Regions from separate parts of the Mus musculus genome. Here region 1 is linked to region 2. A link is a contact called in public promoter capture Hi-C data. All regions are on one chromosome and are shown on one strand. Each heading gives the region's core, a stretch centred on a gene start, on an enhancer-like site or on the middle of the called end of the contact. The rest is flanking DNA. Distances are from core to core; before and after follow the strand shown. Region 1 overlaps Tmeff1 (transmembrane protein with EGF-like and two follistatin-like domains 1). Region 2 holds the start of Msantd3 (Myb/SANT-like DNA-binding domain containing 3).

Region 1 (2,912 bases), core at 314-2,813, 71 kb after region 2:
TGATCGATTGATCTGGAACACGATTTAGCTTTGCAAATTTTTCCCCCTATTCTAACAGGATTATAAATAAGATCTCTGAGTACAGAGGCTGTGTTGATTTCTTTGTATCTCCTCTGTTTCTCCCCCGGGGACTTTTCCTACTAGAGGTATTGAGTAAATGAATTTTAATGACAACGTGACATCACCTAAGTAGCTCTTTATAAACATCGTCACGACTGTCCTCCTAATGTTTCTATGGCTTTTCTTAACAAATAAAGTAGATTGCACAGGGATGTCCAGTTCCACTCAAGGGTAGTTATTTTCATTATGAACGTGAGAAAAGGCATGAGGAAGAGTCAGGTCTTTGTTAAAGTAAAACACAGGGACAACCTGTTCTAGCAGTGGAAGAATGTCATAATACTATGCTTTTGTGTTAATGAGTGTGAGCCAGGCCATTAACATTCATGCCTCATTCTGAGAGTGCATTTTTGTTTTCTGCAGTGCCATACAAATTACATCCCTGTCTGTGGGTCAAACGGGGACACCTACCAGAATGAGTGCTTTCTCAGGAGGGCTGCTTGCAAGCACCAGAAAGACATAACCGTGGTGGCGCGTGGACCTTGCTACTCTGGTATGTATGATGTTAGAAATGACTCTGCCATATATTCTAAAAAAAGAATTTAGCCAGAAGCGTTAGGCTTACGTTGCTACAGGGATTGGTAGTGGCTGAGAGGGTTTTATTCATATATTATGTTACTGCTTCTTAACTTGAGTTGATTTTTGTATTGACCGTATGCCTGTTGACTATATTTTATGTGAGAACTTCATATTTACTTTGTTTGATATAATTTGGAATTGGGAACTGGCATAAAATAAGTATCTCTCTCTCTCTCTCTATCCATCCATCCATCCACCCACCCACCCACCCACCTATCTATCCATCCATCTATCTAATATCTGTCTATCTGTCTGTCTGTCTATCTATCTATCTATCTATCTATCCATCCATCTACCTGAGATGATTGTCTCTAGAAAGCCTCTATGAACATATGTCTCCAAGGTTGTATCTCTTTCCAAGTTTTTTGTTCTTTTCCATCGGTCACCTCAAGCCATCTACCTGCTCTCTCCTTTCTCTTTGACTTGGTGGCAGCTGGTTCCTGGGAGGCTGTAGTGTGAGCTGCCTGTGTGTGCTTGAGTGTGAAGGTGTATGTGCAGGTTAGGTACTGTAACTAGAGGTTACTGTGCAGGGGCCAGTGGTAAAGGTAGAGGCTGGTGGTGGCTCTATGCACTTGCTTTTCACAGTATGTTAGGGTGCTTAGAAGGTTGTAGGGCCAACTTTAAGTTAGTGGGCAGAGTCCCCAACACTGCTGTCACTTAGGTTACCAGTTAGAGTGCAAGAAGTTCCCCAAACTGCCCTCAGGTACAATTTCCTAGAAGGGCTCTTAAAACTCACTAAAAGCTATTAGAGTTATGATTTATTGCATGGAGAAGATATACTCAAAATTGGCCAAAGCAGAGATGGGTAGGACAGATTCTGGGAGAGGTCCAAACATGGAACGTCCAGCTCTGTCCTCTCCAAGGACTCACGGACAGTGTTACTTCCTCAGGGAGCACTGTCAACCGGGCAAGCGGAGCTCCAGCGCTGGGGTTTATCGCACCTTCATCCCCTATGTGGGATGTCGCCGATCTTAGACTCTAGCTCCTCTAACACAGTTTGACCCAAAGCTTCCATTTTAAGTCACATGACTGATCTTGTTTTTTCCATTTGTGTGTCTTGAGTGTGTGATATAAACATGCATGATGCATGTATTCAGGTAAACTCCTCTATGTGTGGGTGGATGCATGGCAAACTAGAGAGAGACATCTGCTATCTTTTTTTATTACTATTTTATTTTTGTAGATGAGTGTTTCCCCTGCTTGGAAACTAGAATCTGTGCAGAGCCCTAGAATGTCAGAGGAGAGTGTTTCGGAGCGAGAGTTGTGGGTGCTGGGAGATAAACCCAGGTCCTCTGTAACGGCAGCAAATGCTGCTAACCACTGAGTCAACTTCCAGCTTCTAGTCGTTATTTCTTGGAGTTTTGGTCTCACTGCATCTGTGGTATAGTTAGACTGGTTGGCCAGGAAGCTCCCAGGATCTGTCTCTGTCTGCCCAGGACTGGTGTTACTGGAATATGCTGCCACATCGGGCTTTTTACACGTACGCTCGGGGACTCAAACTCAGCCTCAGTCTTGATCTTGCTAAGGTGGCTAAGCCCTCATACTGTGAGGTGTGGCTGGCCTACTCTCTATTTCTGTTGTAGAGCTCACTCCCAACAGACACTACTATCAGGTATACTATAAATGACTGCCCAGAAGCCTAGGTTAAATATCAGACCTCTCTGAACAAGGATAGATTTTTACTGTACACAAGATTATTGTGCTCTTGGGCTGTCATGCGATGTGCTCATACACTTCTCTAAGTACATTGTGTTTCACAGGCTTCATCTAGAAATTTTGGGGACTCTTTCTGATGCTATATTGATCATTTATTAGGAGCACGTGTGTAAGACACCAGGTTGCTTTGATAGGCAGTGACAGGAGGTAGCTTGGCAGGTTGCAAACAACCCTGAAACTAGGAGCAGAAGGCCTCAGCGTTAAAATTGGCCCAGCTTTTATTTACCATGTAACCTTGTGCAGGCAGCTATGGCTCTGTGAACTCTGTTTCTCTAGGTCATTACATGGATATCTGCCTTCTGGGCTTGGTGAGCTCAGAAATACCGAGGTGGTGAGGTACCTTATTTTGTTGCTTGCTGACTGGGCCAGTGTTTTCATGTTTTTAGTCTTTAGAGGTGTCCTATTCTGAGAGTTTGAAATAGTTTCTCTTTCAATTACTCAGAAAAATCTCGTCTTAGGCTTTACTCTGGAGTTCTTCTTCTCTGGCCTCTCTAGGAAGT
Region 2 (2,807 bases), core at 287-2,786:
CGGCTAATAGTTTTCCTTTGGTTACATCCTCAGAACAATATCTTTAAGGACTTCCGATCTGACATTACTTGGAAGGCCTAAGTGCAAATCATAAAGTTTGTTAGCCAATAGCACCCTCCCCACCCACCAGTCAGTTTCCTGACTCTGGGCAATTTCAAAGCTCCTGGGACAGTAGATAAGTTATTGTTAACACAAGGCAGAAAAAGTAGTTACAACTCTCTAGTCTAGTATTTTATAGGTGCTTCTGCCTCCATACCAGAAAATGTTAGGCTGTCTCTCTGTTCTTTCCCCAGTTCAAAAACCGGATGATCACCTGTTTAAAGACTGAATGTGTGACTCATGCCTGTAATTCCAGCATTCCAGAGGCAGAAGCAGGAGGATCTGAAATCCAAGGTCATTCTCTGCCTCATAGCAAGTTTGAGGCTAGCCTGGGCTAGAGGAGACCCTGCCTCAAAAAGCAACAACAAAGTTACACATGGCCACATTACCACATATGATCCAGAAATTCTACTCTAAGTATGTATCCCAAAGAATTGGAAACAGGTTCTTTAGACAAATGCATGTCTAGGGGTTTTCAGAGAACCAGTTCACATTAGCCAAAAGGTGGAAATAATCTAAACATCCACTAATTTCTGTAAGAACAGATATGCAAACTGTAGAATACACAATGGTCAGCTTATGTAGCCACAAAAAGCAATGAAGTAAGAGGCATGCTACAATCTGGATGAACCTTGTTTGGATTCTTTGACCTGGCCAGAGTGACCAGGCCCAATGAAGCTGGCCTGTGATATCAGCTACGAGCTAGGGAAGCTGAGGCAGGAGGTTTGTAGATTTGTAGGCTGCCTGGGCCCCAGAGTTCAATGCCAACCTGGGCAGCTTAGTGAGTACCACCCCCAACTACACACACACACACACACACACACACACACACACACACACACACACACATACACACATACACACAACCTGCCGCGTGCTCCAAAAAGACACACGACTCCATTTACATGAAATGTACAAAAAGGTAAATCGATAGAAACAGAAAAGAGATTAATGGTTTTCAGGGACTAGGCAAAGGAGTGACTACGTAATTGGTGCGGGGGTTTCCTTCGGATGGAACCCTTAAGAATAAGGAGGTGAAGTGATTATCGTTGGCTATTCTAAGTGTAATGAGTGCCACAGGATTGTTTATTTTTAAATTGTTATCTCTACGCTTGGTTGAGTTTCATCTCGCTTAAAAAGAAAAAGTTTGAGAACCTTCTCTTTGCCCTTCTCTGGGCTTGGAATCTTCTTCACGGATCTATGGCAAAAGAAACCGTCTTCATCCTGGGGGGAGGGGTGAAGGCCTTGTCGGCAGAAGGACCCCTGCCCCCAGTTGTTTAAGCCGCCCGGCATTCGTCGCAGCGCGCCTTGGGTCCCACTGGGTAGGCACACAGGGTCTGAGTCGTGTCCTGAGGTCGGTGCACGTAGCCGGGGTCCTTGGGGGGAGGGGGAGCGCACACCCCATCTCTGGAGACACATCCCGCCCATTAGAATCACAAAAGTTGGCGCTGAACTCAGAGTAGGAAGGGGTGCCGTTCCCAGCCTCGTGGAGTCCCCGACGAAAAGGGCCCACGTCAGTCAGGAGGCTCGCGCTAACTCGTGCGGGCGACTGCCACATCCCCGGTGTGGGAAAATGCATTCTTTTGTTGTTGGCGGAGACGGGCCCCTTCCGCAGCTCCCGGGCCAAGGTGGGCAGCGCGGCGGAACCGGGGCTCGGGAAGGTGGGGGACTGCACGGGGCCGCGCTCCCGCCCTCCGCGGCGCCCACGGAGCGGCAGGCGGCAGCGGCCCGCGAGGGGGCGGCGGCGCGGGGCTTTGTGGCCGCGGCGCGCGCGGCGGGGCCTGGCCGGCCGGGGGCGCGCGGCCGCCCGGCGCCTGGAGCCCGCGGCCCTGCCGGCCGCCCAGCCCGCCAGAGCAGCCCAGGCCGCCGCGCCCGCGCCTCCGCGCCCCTCCCCGGGACTTGCGGCCGCCGCGCCGCCGCTGCAGGTAGGAGGTTGAGGCCCGGAGGGCCGCGGCCGGCGGGGAAAGCGGGCGGAGCGGGAGCGCGGGGGTCTGGCGGGCTCCCGGGCCGAGCCGCCGCGCCCTCCTCCCCGCAGGCCGACGGCCGCCTGCGCGCGCCGCGGTGCCCCGGGAGCCCGGCCGGCCTGCCGCGTACAAAGCGCCGGCGCGCGGGCCTCGCAGACGCGCTGGAGCTCCCGGGACGGGAGCTTGGAGCCCGGGGCCCGGGAGGCTCTTGGGGGGAAACCCGGCTGACCCCGCGGAGCCCCGGTCCACATATCCCCACTGTGTGCGGGGGAACTGTGCTCACCGCTTTTCAGTACTTGTCTCCATTGAGACCCCCTGCCTCCTCCAGTCCGGTCCAGAGGTATAAAGGGCTGGGTCCCTCCTAAAGAGGATCTTAGAAGGAAATAGTGCATCACATCCCTGCCCGACTGACCTTGGGAAAGCTCCTTTACTCTGAGGCTGCTGGGTTGATGTTTCTATAATGGGGGAGTAGGGTGTGATGTAATACCCACCCCCAAGTACTATTGTGAGAGATAATGTGTGTCGGCTGATAGCTAAAATTAAGCACTTCATGTCCCAGGCCCTAGGTCCTAAACAGTTGGCTTGAATTATTAAACCATCGCACGGGCAATCTGTAAATTGCAGGAAGGGTTTTTATGTTGGAGTAAGAAACAAGAATTTAGTCTCCTGTTGTGATTATTGAGAATGGATGTTTTATTGCTATGATAAGTACAAAATGTTTTGCGGTACTTAGGATAATGGTTC

Evidence for each region. Promoter capture Hi-C pulls out the DNA fragments that hold promoters and counts their contacts.
Region 1: a contact with region 2 is called in a promoter capture Hi-C map of hippocampal neurons, with 1.5 times the contacts expected there. The contact joins the enhancer-like site here to the promoter of Msantd3 in region 2. A contact is called at or near these places in 3 of 39 promoter capture datasets (hippocampal neurons, macrophages and stem cell-derived epiblast-like cells), 2 of 484 Hi-C or Micro-C datasets (Sertoli cells and embryonic stem cells), 2 of 115 datasets of contacts at active chromatin or transcription factors (both in embryonic stem cells) and 1 of 9 other capture datasets (embryonic stem cells).

The regions. Positions count from the first base shown.
Region 1 is chr4:48,609,933-48,612,844 of GRCm38.p6, forward strand. Tmeff1 (transmembrane protein with EGF-like and two follistatin-like domains 1) reads left to right here. Exons shown (of 10, transcript NM_001356272.1): 3 at 481-610. Among named protein-coding and RNA genes, the nearest start is that of Tmeff1, 26 kb to the left of the region's middle. Within about 2 kb of position 1,564, at least 11 of the 459 cell types and tissues checked have an H3K27ac peak or open chromatin away from gene starts, as enhancers often do. A contact at or near this core is called in hippocampal neurons, where this site is marked.
Region 2 is chr4:48,538,545-48,541,351 of GRCm38.p6, forward strand. It overlaps Msantd3 (Myb/SANT-like DNA-binding domain containing 3), which reads left to right and starts at 1,537. Exons shown (of 3, transcript NM_001145924.1): 1 at 1,537-1,727.